Regions from separate parts of the Mus musculus genome. Here region 1 is linked to region 2. A link is a contact called in public Hi-C data. All regions are on one chromosome and are shown on one strand. Each heading gives the region's core, a stretch centred on a gene start, on an enhancer-like site or on the middle of the called end of the contact. The rest is flanking DNA. Distances are from core to core; before and after follow the strand shown.

What was found. A called contact is a pair of places that touch in the nucleus more often than the background predicts.
Region 1: a Hi-C map of cerebellar granule neurons shows a contact between it and region 2, with 2.2 times the contacts expected there. The contact joins two enhancer-like sites. A contact is called at or near these places in 3 of 39 promoter capture datasets (the C10 cell line, the HPC-7 cell line and liver), 2 of 484 Hi-C or Micro-C datasets (cerebellar granule neurons and nephron progenitors), 5 of 115 datasets of contacts at active chromatin or transcription factors (the SCID.adh cell line, astrocytes, bone marrow-derived macrophages and 1 more) and 4 of 9 other capture datasets (adipose tissue, embryonic stem cells, liver and 1 more).

What each region holds. Positions count from the first base shown.
Region 1 is chr6:71,500,668-71,506,698 of GRCm38.p6, forward strand. Rnf103 (ring finger protein 103) reads left to right here. Exons shown (of 4, transcript NM_009543.3): 3 at 5,067-5,182. Among named protein-coding and RNA genes, the nearest start is that of Rnf103, 9.8 kb to the left of the region's middle. Within about 2 kb of position 2,539, at least 11 of the 459 cell types and tissues checked have an H3K27ac peak or open chromatin away from gene starts, as enhancers often do. A contact at or near this core is called in cerebellar granule neurons, where this site is marked.
Region 2 is chr6:71,393,291-71,400,178 of GRCm38.p6, forward strand. It overlaps Rmnd5a (required for meiotic nuclear division 5 homolog A), which reads right to left. Exons shown (of 9, transcript NM_024288.2): 5 at 5,837-6,003; 6 at 5,071-5,236; 7 at 3,562-3,664; 8 at 1,335-1,489. Among named protein-coding and RNA genes, the nearest start is that of Cd8a, 23 kb to the left of the region's middle. Within about 2 kb of position 2,956, at least 17 of the 459 cell types and tissues checked have an H3K27ac peak or open chromatin away from gene starts, as enhancers often do. A contact at or near this core is called in cerebellar granule neurons, where this site is marked.

The sequences.
Region 1 (6,031 bases), core at 1,289-3,788, 110 kb after region 2:
ATTTTTCCTATTGCTGTGACAAAGGAAGGGTTTATTTTGGCTTCCTGTTTGGAGGGGAATCTTGTCAGCAGTAGTGTAGGTGGCTAGTTACATCTCATTCATGGCAGGAAGCAGAGAGAGATAAATGCTGGTGTTCCACTCACCTTCTCCTCTTAACACGTCATCGTCATGATCCTCCTCCTGTGTGTGCATGGAGAATGTATGGGAGGGGGTGTACCTGCTGTGGTACATATGTGACAGCCAAAGGGCAGCCTTGTAGAGTTGATTTTTCTCCTACCTTTACGTGGATTCTGGGGATCAAACTCAGGTCAGAAGGCTTGTCAGACAAGTGCTTTTACCACCAAGCTATCTCATCCTCGGTCTTCCCGCACTTCTAAAAATTACATCTACTTTCTTGTGGTAAGAAGTATTTGTGGAGATCAGAGGACAGCTTGTAGGAGTTGGTTCTCTGCACCAACCATTGCAAGAACTAATTTTTCTTTTTAAAGGTAGCAAAATCTGTGTGACATCTTTGTGACTAATATACATTATGTATTTCTCACAGATCCAAGTCCTTTCTTTGTGATACAATTGGAACTCAGAGTTACAATTTTGTGCTTCCTCCCTAACTTAAGCTCCTGACTCTCATTAGCCGTTTATTTCCCACTTTTGTAGATCGTTGACTCTGCCACCACCCAGTCTCCTTGGCATCAAAAATCAAACATTATTTTGTTTTAAAAGATTGCTGGTTAGAGACAAACAGCAAAGTGGATAGGCTTTTGAAATGGGAAAGCTGCATATTGTATAGCATTTTCTTTTGGATTTGTCCTCTAACTTTTTGGTTTATTTGTTTTAACTTTTGTCATAATTCAAAAAGGGATATAACTGTTTGTTCCCTACTAGCTGTCCCATTTATTGAGATTAAAGTCACTGGAGTTGCACAGCACTGAAAAAACACTGTAGGACTTAAAGTACTGGAAAGCTTTGTTCAGTACTTCAACTGAAGTATTATGTTAATGCAGTTCCTGTTTGACTGGAAGCATTAACAGCTGATTTTAAACTTGTTTATTTGCTCTTAAGACAAGAGGTTTGTTTATGGCAGTTCTAATTATTTATTCCTTTAATGGGCTACTACAGAACAAAATATATGGCAAGCCACAGTGTTTTGTGTTGGTGAAAATCTTTTGAGTTTACCCATAAAGTAAGCCAGTGAGAATAGTATACTTGATTTTAGCCAGAAGTTAAAAACAATAACAGGGTGAATACTTAAAGTTAGTTAATTAAAATGCTATTTGGTTTCAGCTTTTGTCCATCTCTGACTCTCATTTTTGATGATTTTTGTACAGGGGATATACATATATTTTATACTTGTGAAACTAGATCCCTGTTAAAATACTGAGCAATGTAGAAAATGTCAACTTTCTTATTCAAAGAGATTGTATTATTTAATTATGACTTCTCTGTGGAGATCAACAAGGATGCACTAAATGTTCTGACAGAAATACACCCCTTCTCTTAAAAAAACAGGCAAAAATATATTTGCAAACACACTGAAATGGCTATCTTTTATATATAAGTAACTGAGACAATTAGTGTGTAGTTGCATAGCAAGATGCCATTTATACTATCTGTTCAGAAAACATTCAGGATAACAGGTTGTTGGGAAGGAACTTTTGGTTATAATAGAAATTGCTTTAGAAACTCTTTATAAAAAGAAGTAGAAACTGGGTAGTGGTGGCAGTGGTGGTAGCTGTCTTTAATCCCACCACTCTGGAGGCAAAGGCAGGCAGCTATCTGTGAGTTTGAGGCCAGCTTGATCTACAGGGCCAATTCCAAGATAGCCAAGGCTACATAGAGAAATCCTGTCTCGAAAAACCAGAACTGGGGATTGTATAGAACAAGCTGTAAAAAGCTTGAAAAAGTTTAGTTCAGCTCAAATGTTTAACTAGCAGCACCCAGATCATCTAGGCATAACAATGAATGGAAAGATTGCCCTATATTTAGCCTGTATGCCAGGTCTTTTTCGGGCTTGAAATTCACCTGTACTTTGGTTCGATTTTTTTCTTATATCTGAAAATATTCTTCATAGAGAATTTCTGAGAAGTAGCTCTTCTCATGTAATAAGACCAGCACTGTAGGTGCCACTTCAGATCATGCCTACTTTGTAGGACATAAGCTACAGGTCAGAGCGACTCCTGCTAATGTGACACAGTTTTATAGGCTGAGAAGATTTTGTTTTGCCGTTAACTGAGCCAATGATTTAATGGTGAAAACACTAGCATTTTATAGTGACCATTTAATTCAACCTTCTTCATTGTTAATGTATGTAAGACCTTCAGTTGACTAACTGCATAGGATTTTAACAAAGCAATTTCTAATTGTGTAGCAATAATGACAGAATCATAAAACGATTTCATTAAATACTTAGATGACTTCTCATTTTTGTACAGCTCTCTCAGTGGGGGATCCTTCAACTCTTCCAGAACAGATGCTAGAACAGTTTGCTGAGTAAATAAGGCCCCAGGGTTGAAACTGTCATGTAGCTCTTCTGCCACGTTCACAGCTCTCCTCACTCACTCCTGCCATCCCTGCCAGAACCAGGGTGTGCCTGGGAACAGCTCTCTCTCATTCCCCTTCTCATTTCTAACACAGAAATGCTTGTCAGACGGCTGCAAGGTACTTGCACAATCAGCAATTAGGTCTTCACTCAAAGATGCCCTGAGATTTAGGACTGTGTGCACGTTGACAGAGGCAACTTCTTAGCTCTTTGATGCATTGTCATTGCCAACACAGACCTAAAGTATCTGGGATATTTTACAGCTTTATTCAAGAAATGGAAAAATGTTGGAAAAGAGTTATTTTTAAAGAGAAAGAAGAGACAGAAAAAAAGAAAACTGAAAAGAACAGAGGGCATAGTGTTTAATTACACAGAGGCTCACCTGAGAAGTCCAGGTTCCTTGGCTCCATGGTCAAGAGAATTACTAATGACTCTTTAGAAGTAACAGAAAGGAAAAGAACACTTACTTTGCTGCTGGGTATGTAACTGAGTGGTGGAGTATTTGCCTAGTATGCCCTTAGTGTTCTATGTTCCACTTCCTGAGCCACCATTACCTCCACTAAAGAGACAGAGACACAGACACACAGAGAGAGACAGAGGCAGAGACAGAGACAGAAGGAAAGAAGGAAAAGGACCAGGAAGTAGGAAGCAGACCATGCTTGACTACCCTGAGTCTGCAGATAAACCTTTACAATGTACTTTTAGATAAGAAAAAGGGAAAATAACATCTTGGGTAATGTGATCAGCATTACCTCCTTAGAAAGCTTATATCTAAAACCTTGTCCTCAGTCATCTGAGAATGCAAATGTGAACTCCTGTCTCCTTCAGTGAGATCATGTATTTTCATTAAATGCAGTATCAAAACCATTTACTTAATTCTCTAATTTGTGTACATGTATTAAGTATCCAATGTATGTTACAATGTGTTACATAAACATGCATGTCTCCATAAGTGTTAGAACAGCAACATCCGTGACGTATGTAGGAGTTACTAGAGTACTCTGGTAGCACAGAAAGGAAACTTCATTTTTCAGGACCATGTGCCCTCCCTCAGCCTGTGATGCCACTGACACTTGTTAGACTTCCCAGGAGAAAGGCCACAGATGACGTGGCTGTACTCCTCTTGCCTTTCCCGGGGAGTTGACTGCTGGCACTCAGTTCATACACAAGCCTGGGGCTTTACTTCCTGAAGGCTTTTTGAATATGAAAATGGTTCTTCCTGTCAGAAAGATTAGAGGCCCCAGAGTATTGTGTTTGTAATTTTAAATTGAATAATGTCAGTAAGGATGGCATTTATGAAAGCTTAGGTCTATATATGCTGGACTTTTTTTTTTTTTTTTCTCCTGTTTTTTCGAGACAGGGTTTCTCTGTATAGCCCTGGCTGTCCTGGAACTCACTTTGTAGACCAGGCTGGCCTCGAACTCAGAAATCCACCTGCCTCTGCCTCGCAAGTGCTGGGATTAAAGGCGTGCGCCAGCTATGCTGGACTTAAATTAGATGGCTTCATGAAAACTTCAGACAGTTTTTGGTTTTCCATTGAATTGTACTTTACTATGTTTACATTTTTAAAAACTATACTGTTATCTTCAGTGAAACTCTGCTTCCATTAAGTCAGGAAGACCGGGGATCCAGAGAAGAGATATTTAACCACTGTCATAAACAGAAGTTAGTAACATTTTGAAAGTCAATTTGATTTTTTTTCCTTTCTTTAAAATATAATCTGTTTCAGACCTAACTGTGTACGAGGGCTGTTAGCACACTTGAAGCAGAAGTTTAAGGTTGTCAAGTTCATTTTGGCTGTTCCTTTTCCTAGAGTCTTTCAAAGTTGCTGAGGAAAAAGTCCTACGCGTAGCACCGATTTAATCAAAGTGTAGTTTAATAGAAAACATGTGTTTGATTCTTGGCTACAAAGCTGAACACTGAAAAACATGACATTTGAACTTGTTAAATCTCCATGTGATAATTTTTATAAGCTTTATTTGGATTTTCAAATTTTTATTTTCAAAGAAAAATGGACTTCAGGGCCTTTTTCTGTCTGTGTAATGTAATTACAGAGAATAGGTTCATAGTAGAGAATATGGCTAGATTTTTCAAAGGCTTTTGACTCCTATTCTGAGTTACTGATATAACAAGGGGTTTAGCATACTGCACTTGTGTTTCTTTTCTAGCTGGATAGATGTAACTTCTGTAGGAATGACAGTGAGGGCTAGTAAGGTGGCTCAACAGGTAAAGGTGCCTGCTGCACAAGCCCCAGAGCCCAGAGAGCAGAAGGAGAGATCTGACTGTCATGAGTCCCCTTGATCTCCACAAGGATGCTGTAGCACTCATGTACATATACATGAATTTAATTAATAATAATAAATTAACATTTAAAAAGAAGTGCAGTAATAATGAGATGGTTCAGTTAGACCAGAACTGGAAGCAGAATGTTCTTAACAAAAAAAAGTATTTATACTATATAGATAGGAATGGTTGGGTTTAGCTAACTAAGGTTTGACTTTTTCCTTCAACTCTCTCTTTTGGGAAATAGGTCATAGCAAATGACAGAAGTCCTTTGGTGGGTAAAATCCACTGGGAGAAAATGGTGAAAAAAGTGTCAAGATTTGGAATACGGACAGGCACTTTCAACTGTTCCAGTGATCCCAGGTAAGGGGATTAAGAAATTCCGAGTTTGAACCCTGACCAGAGTCCTTTTTGCTTAATAAAGCCTGCCTGAAGTGAACTGTTTAGTATACTGCTAGTTACCCAGATGTTTGTAGCTTGTATAAACTGGTGTTTGTTGACTTTCTGAGAGATCCCTTAAAATTGTCTGTAGTCCTTTGCTTCAGTATTCTCCAAATGGCTGTGGATGACCACTGTTCTCATTTGTAGCTCAAACTGGCTTATACCCTTCCATCAGTCAAGGGCTTGGATTACAGGCATATACAACCACTTCCGTACTTCTGACCTTCAGTTTGCATTTCTGTAGTCACTTTCTATCTACTCCACAACCAGCCCTAAGTATGCCTTCTCCCTAATATCAAGTCAGGTTTATCATTGTATTTAGTCAGACATACCCTGTCTACCGTTTCTACCCTTCACTATTTTGTTTTTCTTCACTTTTTTTTTTTTAAAGATGGGGTTGTTTGGTTTGTCATTGACTTCGGTATTCAGTCTATCATTACATTAATTCTTATCGTATTTCATTTTTGATTAAATTTAGATTTTGTGTGTGTGTATGTGTGTGTGTGTAGAGGAGTATATATGCTCATCTGAGTGCAGGTGCCATTGAAGTCCAGAAGATGGTGTAGGATACCTTGGATCTGGAGTCATAGGCAGCTATGAGCCTCCCAGTGTAAACACTGATTTAAAAAAAAAAATCAACATTTTTATATAGCCAAATGAACTGATGACAAAGCTGGGTAAAATGGTATATGCCTGTATTCCCAGTGGCAGGCAGAATGGGAGGTCTCAAATTCTAAGCCAATCTATATAATGAAACGCTAGCACAAAACA
Region 2 (6,888 bases), core at 1,706-4,205:
AGCAAAGCTGAACTGCTTCTTTTGCCTGGAGGATCAGCTATGCTCGTCAGCCAGGCTTTGAGGAGTCACAGAAAACACCACCTAAATCAGACCCTAACCTGAGAGCCTCTCTGATACTTAGTAATCGGTGAAAACTGTTTTGCAGGTAAAATAAAGACAATTTTTTGAAAACTGATTCTTGAGCTTTAGAAGTAATCTAATCTCTGCCTACCGAGGTTTACATTGCACCTGTCCCTAGATGAATTTCCAATGTGTGGCTGTGTAATCTATTCAAGAACAGCCAATCTATTGTGATCTACCAGCCTGCATTAAGAACAGCCCACACGGCTTTCAGTGACAAAGAGCGCTAGTTCCTTGTGGCCACAGTCACCAGTGATCTGTACTGCCAGGATTTCTGTGTGGTCTGGGAAGGTTATAAACACTTTCTCTCAAGCGATAGACCTCCCAGGAAAGGGTCTTCCCACAATAAGGCCAGAACAAACATCAGTGAAGACTAGCCTAACTACCTAAGCCAGAACACCTTTGAGATCTGTTTTGTTTTAAATTGGGCTGTCTGTAAAATTTACAAATGTCTGTGCACGCTGAACCACGATTACACTGGTAGCAATTATCACATATGGACAACACACTCTGGCACTGTATTCACCAAGAAGAAATGGCTAAATAATGGTATTTCCACACTGCAGAGTAGTCTACACTGGTGGGAAGGGCAGTAAAAGTAGGCTGAGACAATCTTATGTAGCTCAAGATGACCCCTCTAACTTGCTATATAGTTGGGAATGATCTTGAATTCTGGGTCCTACTACCTCTACCACTCAGGCGCTGGGATTAGAAGCATGCACCACCATACCGTGCTCCTCTGTAACTTTAACAACAATCACAAACGGCTCTTTTGTGATATATAAAAATATAAAAATAGCATATAAAAATAGCTCCACAATAATGCTCTAAGTGAGAGAAGCGAAACCCAGAAGGGAGAAGGATATGCACAGAAGACAATTCTTAAGCCTTGGAGAGAGGGCCACACAAGGATCCGAGTACATTTATAAGTCTAATTTTCAAATCCTTGAGCTGGCTAAACTAACCAAAGAGATTAGATGCAATCCACTTTCTATGACTAGTTAAGAAAACTCATTTCTAAATATAGTTATGGCTGAGCACAGTGTTACACACTAATTCCAGTACTCAGCCATGGCTATACAAAGAAACCCTGTCTCGGAAAACAAAACAAACGAACAAACATACAAAAGATTTTGGATTCACTCATTTATCCTTATTACATCTTACTTCCTGCAAGACAGATCTACTTAATGCTTAAGAAGTCAGACACTTACTTGCTACCATTAAACATTTTATTCAGGGCGTCTCTTGATATAATATGACCACAAACCAATTTCATGGGTGGATTGTTATCTGTTGTTTGCTGACGAAGAATGGGACAGGCAAATATGGAGTGATACCAGCACTTTTTACCAAGGTCCACTTCAATCTATTCAAAAAAGAGAAATGCACAAAGACTAGTTAAATCTCCTATCTGAAAAACTACAACACTGCTTTTCAAACTGCAATCTGAGGTCTGAGAAAATCAAACATGATGCTTCAGAAGTTGAGTATCTGTTTGTGGTGGTACCAGGCAGCCTGGCCCACCACTAAGCTACATCCCCTGCCTAAATACCTTGTCATTTCACCAGAACATATACCAAGAGCAGAAGCAGACAGTCTGACTGCTCTGTAGAAGTGCTTGGTTAGGTGATAAATTCAGCGCAACAACTCCTCCAAGGGCAGTCTAAATATAGTTACCTTCTGGGTGACTTCAGATCTGAGTTTCCTATGTAATTTGTATGAAATGGTCCAGAAAAAACCTGAAGCAGGGAGGTAGGCAAAGTTTCTGTTTTTGTTTCTCCCCGGTGCTGGAGTCCAATGCAGGGTTTGCATGTGGCTAGGCGAGCTTTAGTCCAGCGCCCCATCCTAGCTCCTGACCATCACCCCTGTGCATGTGCCCCCTTTCTGTGCCTTTTGAGATAGGATCTCCATAAGTTGCCCAGGCAGGCCTTGATTTTACAATCCTCTTGCCTCAGCCTCCTACATATCTGGAATTGCAGGCTTGTGACATCAGCTTAAGCTTAATCGCAACATGACTTTTAGTCATTTGTTCACATTAAAAGCTCACGGCATGATATCAACATTGTGTTTTTGCCACAAATAAATCAAACCATATAAAAGTTTGAAATTATCTATCAGACCTGCTACTGAATACCAGAGCCTCCACAAATACTTCGTGTTCCTTCCTTCTTATTCTCAAAGTCCATTACTGCCAGGTGTGGTGGCACACACCTTTAATCCCAGCAGAGAAAGGGGATTTTGAGTTTGAGGCCAGTCTGATTGATACAATCTAGACAAAACGAGTTCCACGCCAGCCAGGGACACACAGACTTAAGTCGATTAATAACGATCTTTAAGAAAAACTGACAAAGGGGGAGGAATTCAGTGTGCACAAGGATCTGAGTCCAAACTACAGTACTGCAAAAACGGTGGAACACACCTATAAACCCAGTGCCCAGGGGGATCAGAGGAAACCCCAACTGGCCTACATATTAAGAGTATCCCCTGAGCCCCCAAAAAGAAAAGGGGGGGGGGGGCAAAAGCCAAAAGCACAACAAATCTTTCCTGAGGAAAGATTACCAACCACTACCTCTTGTTGCTTTTCCAGTCAAGAGCATGCTGTTAGCTGAGATCCCCTACAGATTACTCTACTTCAGTGTGCATATTTCAAAAACACTCACAGCAAGATCATGCAACTGCCAGAAGCTGGTTATCTGCTTAAGAAAAAGAGTTCTTCATTTGCTCCAGCAGCAGCAGCAGCAGCAGCAGCAGCAGCAGCAGCAGAGTACAGTGCTGCTTATATCCTGAGCACATGTAGCACTGGGAAGACACCTGTGCCTTTAACACAAAGCATCCTCTTGACAAGCTGCTATAGTTGGTGCAACCAACTGACAGGCTTACAACTGAAAGAACAAGCTAGCTACAGACAAATCTGTGTGCAGGTGTGGTAAAAAAAAAAGCAGCTCATGTCAATGGCTGACTAATTTAACCCTCCGGCATCTGTGACATAATTTTCTCACAAATGGAAATTACAGGTTAAAGTCCCTCAAATTTATTTTCTTGTTTCATTTTTGTTGTTGTTGTTGTTAAGATAGTGTCTCACTAAGAGGCCCTGATTACCCTAGAACATAGTATGTAGGCTGGTCTCAAATTTACAAACATCTTCCTAACTCTCCCATCACCTCCCTATACCTATTTTAACTTTAACTAGTTAACTGACTTGTTTCCTTTTTAGAGCGGTGCTGAGACTAGACTCAAAGCTTCAAGCCTGCTAGGCAAATGGTCTTCCACTGAGCTATACTCCCAACCTTATTTTTCACTCATGTTATGTGCATTAAAACAAAAACAGAAACAAAAACAAACAAACAAACAAAACATGTTGAATAGCTACAATAGCGTTTTCTGGTTAAATGGCGAAATTTAAACATTCATCTTCAAGGATTGTCAAGTTGAACTCACAGGTAATTCGTCTTTCTGGTTCCAAACTCCAGTACACTGCCTCTGCTCAATCACAGCTTTGATGTTAATTAGCGCAGGCAGCGCCACACAACCTGCTGAGAAACTGAGGGCAAAAGAGGAAGCATCAGTGCCAACCCCAGGGATGCTAACCCTACAGCAGGTGCAGGACAGCTATTCCTCTAAAAAGAAAACAACTCAACTTTTTTCTCCCTCATGCTCCCAGTCCTCAGCTCTATTTCCTATAATTACTAAAACGTAATCCTCTTTACAAGTAAAACACAAACTTCTAGCACTGTCACATAACCCTAGGCAGCGTGGGAGAAGGAAGAAGAAGAGCAAGCTTTCAAAAGATTGCGTTCTGATAGGACATTTAATTTCCACTAACCCCTCAGTAATTAAAAAGATACTTGGCTTGCCTATCAGGAGAGAGGTAGCGCTGGCCTTCTGTGCTGAGAGGGACGAGCCGTCATCATGAGCACAAATCGCATCACTTCAAGGAGGGGTGAGGGAAATGCAAGGCCTAAAGACCAGTGTGCCTCAGACACGGTGGACTTGTGCTTTAGCATTTAAAGGGGAGGAGACTCTTCTGGGCCTGTCTTCTCTTTAAGTATGATTATGCAAGGTTATATGAATAAAACATTCCAAAGTTTTCCCACCAGTTTACAGTTATTTTTTTTAAACTACAATGTCTTCGCCAGTCTCATCAGAAAAGGCTTTCAAGCTCAGAACCAAAACTTTTAACTTTAGTCTAAAATCGTGACCTTTATCACTGTATGGAAAGATGCACACACTTGCTTCCTTTACTGTGACAAACTTACTTCATTCACTTGGAAAAATAACTTAAAACCAAGAATGTCAATAAACTGTGGTTTGGTTTTCATAGAGTAGATCACTTTTTGTTAGAAATTAAATTTACTGATTGATTCATTTATAAATCACAATAAACACAATAAATTTGAGTGTCTGTCGCAAATGAGTTCAAGTAAAAACTGTATTCTGCAACAAGACATAACACAGGTGCTTTGTCAACACAAGCATCATACTGTGGTGAGAAACTAAACGCTTTATGCAAATGCCCTATTGTGTCACAGAGAATGCTAAGAAGATCCAGACCCAAATATCAACTGAAAGCAAGTATCTATTGCCCACCCAAAGTACTGCAGAGCTCAGCAAGCATTTCCTAGGCAGCCAGCATGGTAGTGATGATACCTGCTGAGGCTGGCATCAGTGTCCCCACAACACAGACCCTGACATTTAACTTACTTCTGCTTCTGCATCATCCGTGCAAATGTCAGCAGTGGAAAGGGTTTTGGGACTCCCTGGCTCCCGGGTCACATTTGGAGAACTTGCTGACCTAAACTGTGTCATTGCCATCTGTGGCAAGCACTTCAAGTACCAACTATTATACGTCTCCAGAAAGACAACACAATCTACTGGTTTGATTAAAGGACCAGGAAAAGCCACCCAGTATAATGCCCATTTCAGAGCAACCAGAGCCCATTACTACACCTGACACTGAGAGGAGACTCCACGGAGAGCCCCAGGAGGGCACAAGCATCCCGTGTAAAGATGTCACAGATGTCAGCCCACTGGTTTGCATCAAGTAAGTGAACATATGGTGAGTTTTCAATCCCTTGTCGCAGGTACACGAGGCTTCCCATCAATACCTGAATGTCTAAAAGAAAAAGCTCCAGCACAATGAAGGTGTGTACTCACGTCTCAAACAGCACTGACTTGTGAAGACATGTCCATCCCATGTGACACAGCCTAAAATAATGTAAACGTGGTCCCTAAGCGTGATCGCAAATCCTCCTCCTTAATTAAGTATACAGGAGAGGAGAAGAAGAAAGCACTGAAAATAACGAGCTCAGACTTTCTAGTCTTACACTGCCATATGTGTTTGGTGAATACGTAGCTACTCTGACACGTGTGGCAGCAGCACGTGGTGAGAGGAAAGTGGCCAAGGAGCAAGCCACAGCTTGGTCTTGGTGTCCTTATATTAAAGAGTCCTTAACTGCCAGTTATCCCAACAGTTTTAGTCATTAGAAAATATGTATGAGAGACACAAGTAGTGGCTACTAGCTCCCCCCAAACACTAAAGACCTCCTCCTCATTGTACTCTTAGCATTCTGGAGGCTGACCTAGGAGAATCACAAGTTTTGAGACCAGCCTGGGCCATACACAGAGACTGTCTCAACTCCTTGTACTCTCTCCACCTTGCCCATGCTCCCTCCCCAAAGAACAAAGGAAAACAGCAGTCTGATTCCAGACTCACCTTTTTGATGATTTAGGGCAAATGGCTGGAAATTTTTCGCATATTGTAAGGCTTCTCGCTGATTTGTAGTTCCACCCATTAACAAGCTAATAAAATACAGTCGGTGTAGCTTAAATTCCAAGGAACTGTTTTGGGCTATGAGCATTTCTCGGTTTGATACTGCCCACCTAAGGCAACAGAAAAATGTGTCAAGGGTAATCAAGGACATGAGTAGGATGCTTTAAAAACTGGTTGACATCTAGCATAAGAGGGTCTAGTTTGCCCTCTTGTGGGAGGTTGTGGTAATATCAACCATTAGGAGATGCAAACACAAAGGAAATTATATTAGATGATAATTACTTCTTCACTAAGGTATTACAGTGAATGGCTCTGGTATGTCACATAATACACTTGGATTTGAAGGGGGCCACACTCTGGAGTGTAAGCCTTGAGATTCACACCTAAATCACTTATAGCCACCCTTCTTCCTATTAAGCAAGCATATTTGTAAATTAGCCAAAATTCTGAAGGGAGCCCCTTACTTTTTAAATTACACGCTTCCATTTCTTACGCTTCCGTTCTTTACTCACATCATAACCTTCCCGGGAAGCTGGAGGACAGCCATGAACTCAAGCAAGGCTTGGTGCAGGCACCTTTACCTGCTTCACTACTTCACAGGCCTGGAATCTCTACTCTGTCTAGCATTAAGAACCTGCAAACATTGAGGCTGTGGATGCAGCTCAGTGATGGGGTGGTTGTTTACACAAATAAAAGGGTCCTGGGTTCAACCCCCAGCACTGCAACAACAAAATACACCAAAGAAACAAACCCAGAAACCATAGATATTTCTCAAGGTTCCCAGTCTTTTTTAGGATTTACTTTTATGTGTGTTTGTGTGTTGTCCCATGTATTATGCACGTGTGCATGTCGCGTACCCTCAAAGGCCACAGGAGAGCACTGGGGTCCCTTGCACTGGGGTTATAGTTTTGATCTATCATGTGAGTGCTGGGAACAAAGCCCAGGTCTTCTGGAAGTGCGACAAGTGCTCACCACTGAGTCCCAGTACTTTGAGA